3 separate regions of the Sus scrofa genome follow, and regions 1 and 3 are each linked to region 2. A link is a contact called in public HiChIP or PLAC-seq data. All regions are on one chromosome and are shown on one strand. The core of a region is the stretch at or near the end of the contact, and the rest is flanking DNA. Distances in the headings are between cores, read along the strand shown. Region 1 overlaps SNX10 (sorting nexin-10). Region 2 overlaps NFE2L3 (nuclear factor erythroid 2-related factor 3). Region 3 has its middle 81 kb from the start of SNX10.

Region 1 (4,156 bases), core at 425-2,924, 150 kb after region 2:
ACCATAGTTCATTTTGAGCGAGCATTTGAACTGTATTGCTGTGTTCTTAGAAGACTTTTCTTCCCCAGCATGGCTTTAGAATATGCACGTAAAGATGAGAGGAAATGAGTAATAATAACGGTAGAATCTGAGAATCCCAACCCATTGAGACGAGGAAAATAGATCCTTTACTGTAATTTGTCATTATGCTGTCCATTCCTTTAACAAATATCATGAGGGGCCCTCCTCCAAGCAAGTTCTGTGAAATCCTTAGGCTATTCGGTGTTAGAGTGTTTGCTGCTGGGTTCTTAAACCAATATGTTTGTACTTAAAAAAGATATGCAGGGAGTTCCCTTTGTCCCTCAGCAGTTAAAAGAACCTGACTAGGATCCATGAGGATGCGTGTTCGATCCCTGGCCTCACTCAGTGGGTTAAGGATCCGGTATTGCCATAAGCTGTGGTGTAGGCCAGCAGCTGTAGCTCCAATTCCACCCCTAGCCTGGGAACTTCCATATGCCTCAAGTTCAGCCCTAAAAAGCAAGAAAAAAAAAAAAAAGATATGCAGCTGCTTTAGTTTTTCTGACTTGCTTATCGCCAGTGTCTGTGGGAAGCCCTCTGTGCTGTGCATTTTATTATAAGCGTTTTCTTTTCTGTGTAATGATACCTGACATTCATGTAGCACTTAATGAAAATTTTCCCGGTGCTTTCACAGGTAGGTGAGAATTCAGTCCTCCCAGTGAACAGCTGAGCAAGGTTGGACAGGCATCATTTCTATTTTCCTGGTATAGAAACAGGCTCAGTGAATAAGTTCATAATTTAGGAAGTAGGTCAGCAAGAATTCACCCCTGGTCTTGTGATCATAAATCCAGTCCTCTGTCTATGAAAAGGGACGTGTTACTCAATGTTCCTATGTTAGTAGTTGGGCAATAGCGAACAGATGGGGGCAGGGAGTTCTGATTTTTTTTTTTTTTTGAGAACCATTTGTCATTGCTGCCATCATCGATTAATACTATGTTGAGTGGTCAAGGGGTCTGTGATGCTGTAGTAACTGTGGACTTTATAATTTTAGTTTAGAAACCCTGTTTTAAGTTCGAGGTGGGGTTATATTTTAATTAAAAATTTTTATTATAGTTTATTTGCACTGTTCTGTCAATTTCTGCTAACCCAGTTTATATATATATATATACACACACACACACACATACACACATATTCTTTTTCTCACATTATCCTCCATCATGTTCCATCACAAGATACAGTTGTCTGTGCTACACAGCAGGATCTCATTGCTTATCCACTCCAAATGCATAGTTTGCATCTGTAACCCCAGACTCCCAGTCTACCCCACTCCCTCCCCATTGACAGCCACAAGTCTGTTCTCCATGTCCAGGAGTGTCTTTTCTGTCTGTCTGTCTCTCTCTCTTTTTTTAATGACAGCTTTGCAGCACCTTGGCAAGTGTGTTTTTTGTCTCTTCCTTTTGGTTTAACCTGGGCGAAGGTCTGCTGTTTCGGTAACAGGTGCATGTCTTTTGCTGTGGATATGGAACGTGGAGCTGTGGAAATATTTAATCTCCCTTGTGGGATCTTCAAGAACGTCTGCCTCCCCAGTGGAAAAGTGGAGCTGCCAACACCCTGTGAGGGAGTGTGGCTTACATGTGACCTGATGACTAGCAGCCTCTCCCTTCAGCTGGCTCGACGGGGGCAGCATGACCTTGTCAGCCCTCGTCAGCGTTCTGCCAGGCCCTGAGTGTGGAGGGGCACCAGGGGTGTTCGATAGGGTCTACCCTGGACTCTGGTCTTCTCTCCTCTCCCTAATTTGTCCTTCTATGGGTGTATGAAAAGCATTCCCAGAAAATGAGGTACCCCCCACCCCCACCCCCCGCAAGAGACCGAGGTGAAATGTGTACTAAGGGCAGGAGGCCTGGGTTCTGTTTCATTCCATTTCTAGGCAGGATCTACTCTATCCTGACCCAATCACATTATATGCAATGAAGGGTTCTAATTAACAATTGTTTTTATAACCCCCTTATTTATTTATATATTTACCTATTTATTTATTTTCAGGGCCACACCTGTGGCGTATGGAAGTTCCTAGGCTAGGGGTCGAATCAGAGCTGCAGCTGCCTGCCTGCAGCACAGCAGTGCCAGATCTGAGCCACATCTGCGCCCTACGCCACACCTCGAGGCAGTGCCGGATCCTCAACCCACTGAGTGAGGCCAGGGATGGAACCCGCATCCTCATGGTTACTAGTCAGGTTCTTAACCTACTGAGCTACAATGAGAACTCCCCTCTTATAATTTAGAATGTGCTTTTAGGAAATAATGGCCAAAACATTTAGAGCATTGCTATATTGTTGTCTTGTTTTTATTGTCTGTCTTCTCTGTGACTTTAAAAATACACAATGAAAAGATTTTAAAATAAGTCTCTTTGAAACATTAAGTCATAATGCCTGGATATGTACCGAGGGCAGGCAGGCAGGCAGTGGAACAGAAGTCTCTAGTGCGAGAACCAAGTGTCACCTTAGAAGGTGAGACTTGGTAGGTGGCAAAAGCTATTTAAAGGAATGTGGATGACTTTTCTCCTTTTCTCTTAGTCCTCTGTTCTGAAATATTTTATTATCTGCATAACAGAATGGAGGCGTTCTGTCCAGAAAACCCCATAACCTTTCTTCCCCTTCTGCCCTAGAGCATTGATGGCCTACTTCTCGGATGTGTCAAAACAAAGCAGTAAGAAATGTCTAAAATTTCAGCCGTGAAGCTTCCCCCCAATAAAAAATTAAAATATTTAAAATGAAATTCAGTTAACAGAGTTATAATCACCAAGTGAATAAATGATACTTTTAAAGTTTGTTGTGCCAAACAGAACTATTTTTGTTGTACCTTTTCCTATGTTAAAACTAAGCTAACTTAGTGAAGAGCATGTTTTTAAAGTATTGTGTTTTAAATTTTACCCCTATTTCCTGTTCTTATTATCTCTAAAAAGGAACAACATGATCTACTGGGTCGGTTTTTTTTTTTTTTTTTTTTTTTTTTTTGTCTCTTTAGGGCCATACCCACAGTATATGGAGGTTCCTAGGCTAGGGGTCGAATTGGAGCCTTCGCCGCCAGCCTACACCACAGCCACAGCAACTCCAGATCCAAGCTGTCTCTGTGACCCACACCACAGCTTGCGACAATGCCAGATCCTTTAACCACTGAGCAAGCCCAGGCATCAAACCTGCATCCTTCTGGATACCAGTTGGGTTCTTAACCCTCTGAGCCACAAGGGGAACTCCTCCTGTGCATTTTTTCTTAACTTCTCTTTTACCTCTATCATGAGGTTGCTGTGAAGCTGAAACGCTTTACTGCAAAGGAAAGTATATTTCCAACTAGAAAAGAGTGTCAAAGGTGCTCGTCTTTCTAGAGCCGAGTTCGTCTCAGGAGGCCGGGTGCACGTACAAGTCCTTTCAGCTCTCAGCGCTGCTTGTCACAGGACCTTTGCCAGTCTCGGTGGTTTGTGTTCTAGCCAGTGATTTATCAGGCAGGGCCTATAATTTTAACTCAGAGACGCGAAGAAAGGAAGAAGTGACTGCTTTTAAAACTTGGGGAAAATGTGAACCTATTTTTCATAATTAAAAATGAAAAACACAAAAAGTTAAAATCCGTTTGGGAGTCACCTTTCTCGTTATCTTCCCATCTCACCTATGAAACCATCCCGAAGGGCACCCCGTTCCCTTTTGCCTTGTTGTAAAAATTCCATTTGTGGCAACAGTGTTGGACTTCCTGTGGTGCTTGATTCATTAACTTTACTTCTTGTTTTTTTTTTTTTTTTTAAGAGTACAGCCGCGTTGGTTAAAGGTCTTTTCAGTTTTGGTCTTGCCAGCCATTTCTCTCAGCTTTTCCTAGCTCCGTTTGTGATCCTGAAACACATTTCTTTGTGATGCCCTTACAGGAATTTGTAAGTGTCTGGGTTCGAGACCCTAGGATTCAGAAGGAGGACTTCTGGCATTCTTATATTGACTATGAGATATGTATTCATGTAAGTATGCCATTAATAATTCATGGAAATCATTGTAATTCTTAGGTACGTTTGATGCGATACTATGATAGACATTTCTAAAATTTTTTTCTAATTCAAAGAACTGAATTTGAACGATCACACTGCTTGTCACTTAACTGAAGTAGTTCGATGGCTCTT
Region 2 (4,071 bases), core at 586-3,085:
AATGGTAACTATTTTGAGTGTTCAGAAGAATTCTCTAGCTTTTTAATTGTCTACTCAGTTAAAGGTGGAAAAATTCAAAACAGCAGAAAATGTCAGTGGAGGAGCTCCCGTCGTGGCTCAGAAACGAACCTGACTAGCATCCATGAAGATACAGGTTCCATCCCTGGCCTTGCTCAGTGGGTTAAGGATCTGGCATTGCCGTGAGCTGTGGTGTAGGTCAAAGACGTGGCTTGGATCTGGCGTTGCTGTGCCTCTGGTTTAGGCCAGTGGCTACAGCTCCGATTCAACCCCTAGCCTGGAAACCTCCATATGTTCCAGGTGCAGCCGTAAAAAGACAAAGAATATATATGCATATCAATAGAGTTAGTTTAAGCTTTATTATTAACGTGTGTATGTGTGTGTGTGTGTGTGTGTGTGTCTCTCTCTCTGTCTTTTTAGGGCTGCATCTGCGGCATATGGAGGTTCCCAGGCTAGGGGTCCAATTGGAGCTGCAGCTGCTGGCCTACGTCAGAGCCACTACCACAGCTCAAGGCAACGCTGAATCCTTAACCCACTGAGCGAGGCCAGGGATTGAACCCGAAACCTCATGGTTCCTAGTCAGATTCGTTTCTGCTGCACCACGATAGGAACTCCCCTTTAAGTGTATTTACTTTTTTTCCTATCAAGTACATATTTGTAAAAACCATCTTGCCCCAATCCATCCCATCTCTCAGGGAGAACTGTAATTAATATATTGTCATAATACTTTCCAGGTTTTTCTACATATATTTGATCACTGCTTCTAACTTTTTTAGCTTTCTCTGGAAAATAGATCAACTAACTAAATACTGCCTGCTTGCAACATTGATTTCATAATCTAGTCAAATTTGCTAGTATTTTAAAGTCAGGGGCTTTATAAATGCGTGTGATTTAAATTATCCAGATCAGAACAGCCTGACAGTGAGTTCTTTAAAAGGACAGGACACAAAACTGACCTTTGTTTCTGAATTAAATGTTTCTTTGACACAAATAATGAAATGCCAGTCTTAGCTTTTCGTGTGTGGGTTTTCATGCAGCAGTAAGTACAAAGCAGTTTTAAAGATTTGACTTGTTTGATGCCATACGGATTTCTACTTAGCACATTTTGGGGTGCTTTTTAGGAGAACGAGGGACTAAGAACTGCGGAACGTGGTTCCCAGCATGGGGAAAATGAGCGAAGAGCATCAGCCCAGAAGGAGAAATCACTACAACAGAAGACTGAAGATGAAAAGAAAACAGCAGAAAGACCTGCCTGGGAGGCCGAGAAGACCGCAGAATCTAGAAATGAGGTACGGATGTTGGACTATCCCAGCTATACCATTTTGACGTTAAGGTAGATTGTTACGGCTCTTGGTAGTTTGTATTGAGAAAATTGTCAAGTAAATCTGACATATGAAAATATATATTTTAAAAAATTGGGGATGTGGTTGTTTGGTTTACACAGGAATTGCCCACAGAATGTTATATCTAGTTATACTCAGGTTTTGTATGTCTGGTTCAACTCGAAAACTTAACCCAGGAATTTGCTAGTAGATTTTGCTGTGTTTACAAGGAATAAAGAGAGAAGTCTCAACCAGCCACGTTGGCCAGGTCTGGGAAAGTAAGCTGGGGGACCCCATAGGCAAATCCCCCTCAATCCGACTGGGACCTGGGCTTAAATCTCCTGGTGTGCCATGCTGAATGGGCATCCAGGAGCCAACTCCGGCCAGGCCAAGTAGGAGACCTCATCGGCTCCTCTGTGTCTAACCACACTCATCTGCAATGCGAAGAGTATGGAAAGAGGAACTCCAGGTGCCAGGCCGAAGGGATGGCTTCTTCCTGCAGCCTGGCCTTCCTCCCTTCTTTCACTGGGGACGTAGTCTGCACTCTGCTCTGCCTGCTGAGTCCTAAGCCACAGGCCTGGCAAACAGTGCTCCACATGGGTCTAGAGGTTCCGAGACTTAACTGCTTGGCACTTTGCCTGGAAAGTGACACCCGTGCAGGTCTTGCTTGATGGTTCCCTCAGCCCTGACTTGCCCCAAGTGGCATTTGGGGCTGTGTCTTAAACACCCTTGAAGGACAGAGTACCATGCCTTGGCCCTCTCAGGCCATCGTCACTGTAGCCTTGACTGTGCAACGTCTCTGCTGCTTTTGCCCAACCACCTCCGCCGCCCCAGCCGGCCTGTTCTAACCTGTTCTGAGGAACTCGTTCTTCCCTACATGTTGGGTGAAATCTGGGACAGGCCCTATGACTTAAAATCTAGCAGTTGATACATAGCCAGTTTAATTCTCAAAAGCTCTGAAGTGCAACTTCTCACCTCCTGTCCCTGCTGCAGCCTCAAAGCCTGGCCTGGCTGCGTGGAAAAGGGTGTGTGAGGCCAGCTTCTCAGTTTTCCCACCTCTTCCTCCCTTGCTTGTCTTTGGGCCGAGGGTGCGGTGGGTGGCAAGGGCTCGGGAAAGGTGTTCCTTGGCTGGTGCCAGTCTGAAACTGGTTTCAAAACTGCTTATTTGTTGAGTAGGCACTTTCATTTCGTGTGTTCTTTGGAGCCCGCCACCACACAGCTGGGAGTCTTTCACCTGCCCTTGTCTTCACAAAGACACCTCCAGGTGGCCTCTCAACCCTGTGCTGGTCCTGGAAACCTGCATCTCACCTCTGTCAGTTCAGTCACTTCTCTACGTGCAGCCCTTGCTTGGTCTTTTGCTCTTTATATTTTTCAGGCAAGCTCTGGATGCTCATCTGCTGTATCCCCTAAACAAATCATACTGCTTTTTTTCTTTGTCTTTTTAGGGCCGTGCCCGTGGCATATAGAAGTTCCCAGGCTGAGGGTCTGAGGGCCTACACCACAGCCACACCACCAGATCCAAGCTGCATCTGAGATTTACGCCACATCTCATGGTAACACTGGATCCTGAACCCACTGAGCAATGCCACGGATCGAACCCACATCCTCATGGATACTAGTTGGGTTTGTTACCGCTGAGCCATGACGGAAACTCCCAACTGGCATTTATTTCCGTTCTCTCAGGTGACAACCCTGGAAGAATACCTAGGATGACCTGACATAATTTGCTTCTTTCTAGCCCCACCACCAGCCTGGACTTAGACCGCTGGCTGTTAAAGATTAAATACACAGTACATATAGGTTAACTCATTCTTTCTTCCCCTACAGACAAGTTCAGCTTATATATTGTTTCATTTTTTAAGGAACAATAAATGTGTCCACCATATTCTTTGACTACTCCTAGACATCTGTGTTCAAAATGCAATGAATTCTTGACTCAAAATAGAACTTTGTACTTTATGTGAAGATTTAGGAAAGAGGGTGGCTGCTGTCTACAGTTAAAGCACAAGGCACAGGCCCGTGAGTTTCTGAAGAGAAAGAAACGAATGAGAGGGTTTTCTGTTAACAGAGGGGAGGGCAAATTTAAGGGGAACACCAAGGAAGAGAGAGGCCCCCATGACTAGCAACTACCTGAAGCCAACACTCTCAGGGCGGAAAGGAACCTGGGGGAAAATACAGCTCAGTAAAGACCTGGAACTGGTGAGAGGTCTCTGAGAAACTGTTACACCTTCCTCGTGCCCATCTCTTGCCTCTGTCTGCTGTGAAACCAGCCATCGGGCTGGGTTGCTGGGGGTTATTCTGCTCCTTAGCCCTCCATTCCAGGGGCAGTGATGAAGAGGGAACCGTAAAAGATCTATGGAAACGTCTTTGACGAAGGATCAGTCCATAATTCATTTTAAGCAGAATTATCTTAATACCATACGTGGGTGTTCTAAATATGATTGGTTTCTTTCATGTTATTTATCAACACTTAAGCATTGTTTTTGTGATGTCCATTCTCACACACTTGTTACAACAGGCACATTTTGGACCAATGAATCAAGTTTCTGAAATTTTTTCCTTTTTTTTTTTTTTTTTTTTAGGGTTGCATCCACATGGCATATGGAGATTCCCAGGCTAGGAGTCCAGTCAGAGCTACAGCTGCTGGCCTACACCACAGCCACAGCAACACAGGATCTGAGCCGCATCTGCAACCTACACCACAGCTCACAGCAACACCAGATCCATAACC
Region 3 (4,096 bases), core at 933-3,432, 170 kb after region 2:
AGCCAACAACCTGTTACTTAGGGCTTCTTTTAAGGTCTCACTTGAAAGAAAGTGATTTAAATTCTAGTGAAATTTTCCAGTTTTAAAAATTACTACAGAAAAACAGAAATGTTAGTCTTTAAGTAGTTATGTCCCTTAAGATAGTAAATACCTTGCAGGAGCTTTTCATGCTTAGTTCACATTTTACTGAATAATTAAATACAAACAAGTGATATGCAATAACTATTGTAAGGCAAAAGAATAAAATGTCTTTTATGGCTATTAAGAATTGAAACAAATTCATTTAGCTTAACTACAATTACCATTATATCCAACAGTAAATTGAATGTTGTTTTGAGTTCAGTTTATGGTTTTTTTTTTTTTTTTTTTCCCGTGCCTAAGGATTCATCATTTTTGAGCTACTGTGGTACAAAAAAAGGTTTTCAGTATTTCAGCTTTAAAGGAAGACCCTTTTCCAAGAAAGGCCTCTAAAATTTTAAGATAAAAACATAATAAGAATAAAGAGCTTATTCTATTTCTCAATAGTTTTCCTCTTAATATTTAAATCACTTAGTAGGTATCCTCTGAGTACAATGCAGCATCTTTCGATGGAGGATACAATCTATTTCAATACAGTTTTCTGCTTTTGTTGGGATTGTAGACATTTATTTTATATATATATATACACACACACACATTTTCAAATACAAAAAGCTGTCTGAAATTAATTACTGCAATCTGACATTCAAAGCATAGATACAATTCTCTTTGCACATAAAGGTCATAAGACATGAATACATTTTTAGTGGAATGGAGTTCAGAAATCTTAGGATGTAAATAAACAATAATTTCTTTAAATTTGAAATATTTACAAAGGATTTTGGCTCTCTTCTTTGCCGTATGCATCTCACAAACGAGTCACCATTGTCCCTTTTAAGTCAGACACAATTGCTCTTCACTCTTGCTGGAAACTTTTCTAGATCATTGTTATGAACAGTGCATTGGACACTAATTTATTTTAGCTGCGCAAACTCTGGTAGTTAATGACCCTTTTCTCTTTCTCCACAATTCCAAAGAGTTCTTTTCAAAAGATAGAGAGGAAACGAGAAAAAAAAAAAATTAAGCTACGATTTTCCGCTGCATTTAAACTCTGGTCTAAAGACACTATGCAAATGGTTTATGCTAAAGAGGAAAATACCCTTTCTCCCCCGACGAGAAGTGTAGATGCATCCAAAACCCCACACCGCTTGTCTTTGCTGCAAGAGGCACAGCACGGGCATAACTTGTGGTTGTGTTTTTGCTGCTTTCTTACCTCTGGGCCTTCTTTATAGCTCTGCCCCCCCACCCCACCGGCGGCGGCGCTCCCGCGGCGGCACCCGGGCCGCCTGTTGGCTGCGGCGCCCGGCCGGCTCGCGCACACTCCCCGCGCCGCGGCCCGCACACGCGCGCTCCCGCCGCCTCCCGCCTGGGCCGCTCTGCCCGCGGCGGCGGCGGCGGCGGCGGCGACTGGGTGGCAGGTAGAGAGCCAGCCGGCCTCGGTTCGGTAACCCATGGCAACCGCCCTGGTAACCCATAGCAACTGCGCGGCGGAAAGAAAGGAGGGGGAAAAAAAGGGTAGGGGGGCGGCGGGTGGTGAGTGGGAACAACAACCGCAAAGAGGCACGATTTACAGCACCGACCTGCAGCGCCCCCTCCCCTGCCCACCTGCCTCCAACGTGGGCACCGCGAGGCCCCCTTCCCAACGTTAGAATGACAGCTTGGCGGCTGGAGAAAAAAATAAAAAATAATATGCAGAAGAGCCTGGGGGGGCGGTTGATTTTGGTGCGGGGGAGGGGAGCTTTGAATACCGATGACCCCCAGGGCCTTCGAGTTCACGGAGCCAGCCCCGCCGCTCGGTTGGGTTTCGGGCTTGGGCTGGGTCAGGGAGGCGGGTCCGGAACCCGGGGGGCTGCGGCGCCGGTTCCCAGTCTAGGGCTGGACCCGAGTCTTTGTTCTGTAGATGCTCGCGCGGCGCCGCGGCCCCAGCTCCGCCGCCCGGCCCGGGAGGGGTCGACGAGGAGCCGCAGGCCAGGGTGTGGCCGAGGCCTGGAGGGGCCCGGGAGCGCGTTCCGAAAGTTTCATCTGGGCACGCACCTCACACCCTAGCTGGCTCCTCTAGTCTCCCTGAAACCCGCGGGTGGGCGCGCCATCGTGTCAATCTCCACGCCGCCCCTTCCGGGGAGGGAGAGGACAGATGCGCCAGGTGGCGGGGCTGGGTCGCTGGGGAAGAAGCGCGTGCCTCTGGGTCCAGAAACGGCCCTGGGTCAGGTTTTAATGTGTGTTTGTGTGTACGTAGGGGCGGGGGGTGGTGGGGAGGAGTACGTGCGGGAAGAGACAAGTCCCCCACCCGGTTAGGCCGAGCTTTCTTTACCCTAGAAACAGGCTCGCAGCCGGTGGCAGACCCCTTGCAAGGCCGCCGGCGGACAGAGGGGGGCGCTGCCGGGCCAGCACGGTGGCTGCGGCAGTCGGCGGGGGACCGCGCCGCATCTGGGGTCTGGCTAGCTGTCTGCGTGGTGGCGAGGTGGTAGGGCTCCCAAGTGGAAAGAACCCACGCCAGTCGGTGCTTGGGAACATAGCTGCTCGTTTGTGTATTCGAAGAACACCCATCCCTCAATTAAGGTGATGCAGGCAACACAACCAGAACGGGTTTCATTCGATACAGAACACCTAGGTAGATAAAAGGTCCACTCCACCGGAAAATGTAGTGGGATGGAGAGAGATTGCATAGGAATCTGGACTCCTGTAGTTCTAAATCCAGATCTAACTGGTTGTGATTCCAGGTGCATTTTGATGTCTTAAGAAGATTAAGCCCCAGGTAATTTCTGAAGTCCTTGGAGATCTTAATCATGATTTATTCTCCCTCTGTAGGTGTGTGCCAGTTAGAAATACAAATAGCAACGTCCTCCGCAAAGACCTGCACAAGTATAACACTGCACACATTTGTGCCATACATATTCCTGAAAAGGTGATTAGGTTAACAGTGGGGTTTATATATCTAATAATTTTTTTTACTAGTAGAAAGAGAAACTGGCTATGTAAAGAATCTGCATGTAATCTTTTCATAAAGGAATCTTCCGAATATATATTTGTGTTGCCACAGATCTCAGGGAAACTTGGTTTATTTTACAAACATGCACGTTCTGGGCTCTGCTGCCTCCTGGGTACCAGGTACAAAGGAGACTGCAAACTGGGTATTAGACCTGGGTAAACTGTAAAAGATAGCTTGCTTGCCCTGGGATCCATTCAGTACAATCCCAGCCCTCTGCATAGTGGTGTACTGGGAGCCCTGTGCTGTAATTTAATTTTTTTTTTAACAAAAGCAATTACAGAAAAGTGCAAATTTAACGTGTGACATTTAACATTTTGCCGTGGCAGGCAGCCTCCACTTAAATGGGGCCTTTCTGCAGAACAACAGGAGCCAAAAGGCCTTGTGTCATGGAGTAATGTAAGACACAATCTGGGCTGCAAACGCACAATGAATCGGGGAGGATTTATGTAATTAATTGACCAGTCTTAACCTGTTATCGTGATGTAAGGAATTTGGAACTCATTAATTTGGGCTCTGACAGATTTCATATTAGAGCTGGCAAATATGGATTGAGCCTCTTATTCTTGTAGCAGCTGGAATTTCCATGACAGTGAGGATTAGTGAAGAAGACCTATTGCTGGAGTCAAACTGCCTCTTTGTAATCAGTAGCCCTACTTTGAATTAAAAGGAAAATGAAAAAAAAAAAAAAAAAAAAAAAAAAGGGAAAAAGCCTATTACCTGGCTGAAGGACTGGAAGGGGCTGGTGCTCATTCTGCTGGTATGTGTATTGAGCTCAAGCATCTGCAGTTGAATGAAAACATTAATTTTAATCATAAAGTTAGGTGGTTTCTCAAGCACCTTGAGAGAATGAGAAGGTAGAAGGATCTCAGGGTCAGGTGTGGTATTGTTGTCAGTTACAAGGGATGAAAAGACCGAGCCTTTGAATTGCCTCTCTGAATTGCCCCACAGAGGCGTATGAAGAAGGACATAGAAGTCTTACAAGGGGCAAGTGGCATTTCTTGAATGTCATATCCGCAGATGAGCAGTTCA

The links. HiChIP or PLAC-seq counts read pairs in DNA pulled down with a chosen protein or histone mark.
Region 1: an H3K27ac HiChIP or PLAC-seq map of alveolar macrophages shows a contact between it and region 2. The contact joins two enhancer-like sites. A contact is called at or near these places in 1 of 47 Hi-C or Micro-C datasets (epiblast stem cells) and 1 of 2 datasets of contacts at active chromatin or transcription factors (alveolar macrophages).
Region 3: an H3K27ac HiChIP or PLAC-seq map of alveolar macrophages shows a contact between it and region 2. The contact joins two enhancer-like sites. A contact is called at or near these places in 1 of 47 Hi-C or Micro-C datasets (epiblast stem cells) and 1 of 2 datasets of contacts at active chromatin or transcription factors (alveolar macrophages).

Annotation. Positions count from the first base shown.
Region 1 is chr18:46,079,134-46,083,289 of Sscrofa11.1, reverse strand. It overlaps SNX10 (sorting nexin-10), which reads left to right. Exons shown (of 7, transcript XM_021079049.1): 3 at 3,911-3,997. Among named protein-coding and RNA genes, the nearest start is that of SNX10, 62 kb to the left of the region's middle. Within about 2 kb of position 1,674, at least 11 of the 83 cell types and tissues checked have an H3K27ac peak or open chromatin away from gene starts, as enhancers often do. A contact at or near this core is called in alveolar macrophages, where this site is marked.
Region 2 is chr18:46,225,820-46,229,890 of Sscrofa11.1, reverse strand. It overlaps NFE2L3 (nuclear factor erythroid 2-related factor 3), which reads left to right. Exons shown (of 4, transcript XM_003360190.4): 2 at 1,140-1,307. Among named protein-coding and RNA genes, the nearest start is that of NFE2L3, 22 kb to the left of the region's middle. Within about 2 kb of position 1,835, at least 6 of the 83 cell types and tissues checked have an H3K27ac peak or open chromatin away from gene starts, as enhancers often do. A contact at or near this core is called in alveolar macrophages, where this site is marked.
Region 3 is chr18:46,059,942-46,064,037 of Sscrofa11.1, reverse strand. No RefSeq gene overlaps it. Among named protein-coding and RNA genes, the nearest start is that of SNX10, 81 kb to the left of the region's middle. Within about 2 kb of position 2,182, at least 40 of the 83 cell types and tissues checked have an H3K27ac peak or open chromatin away from gene starts, as enhancers often do. A contact at or near this core is called in alveolar macrophages, where this site is marked.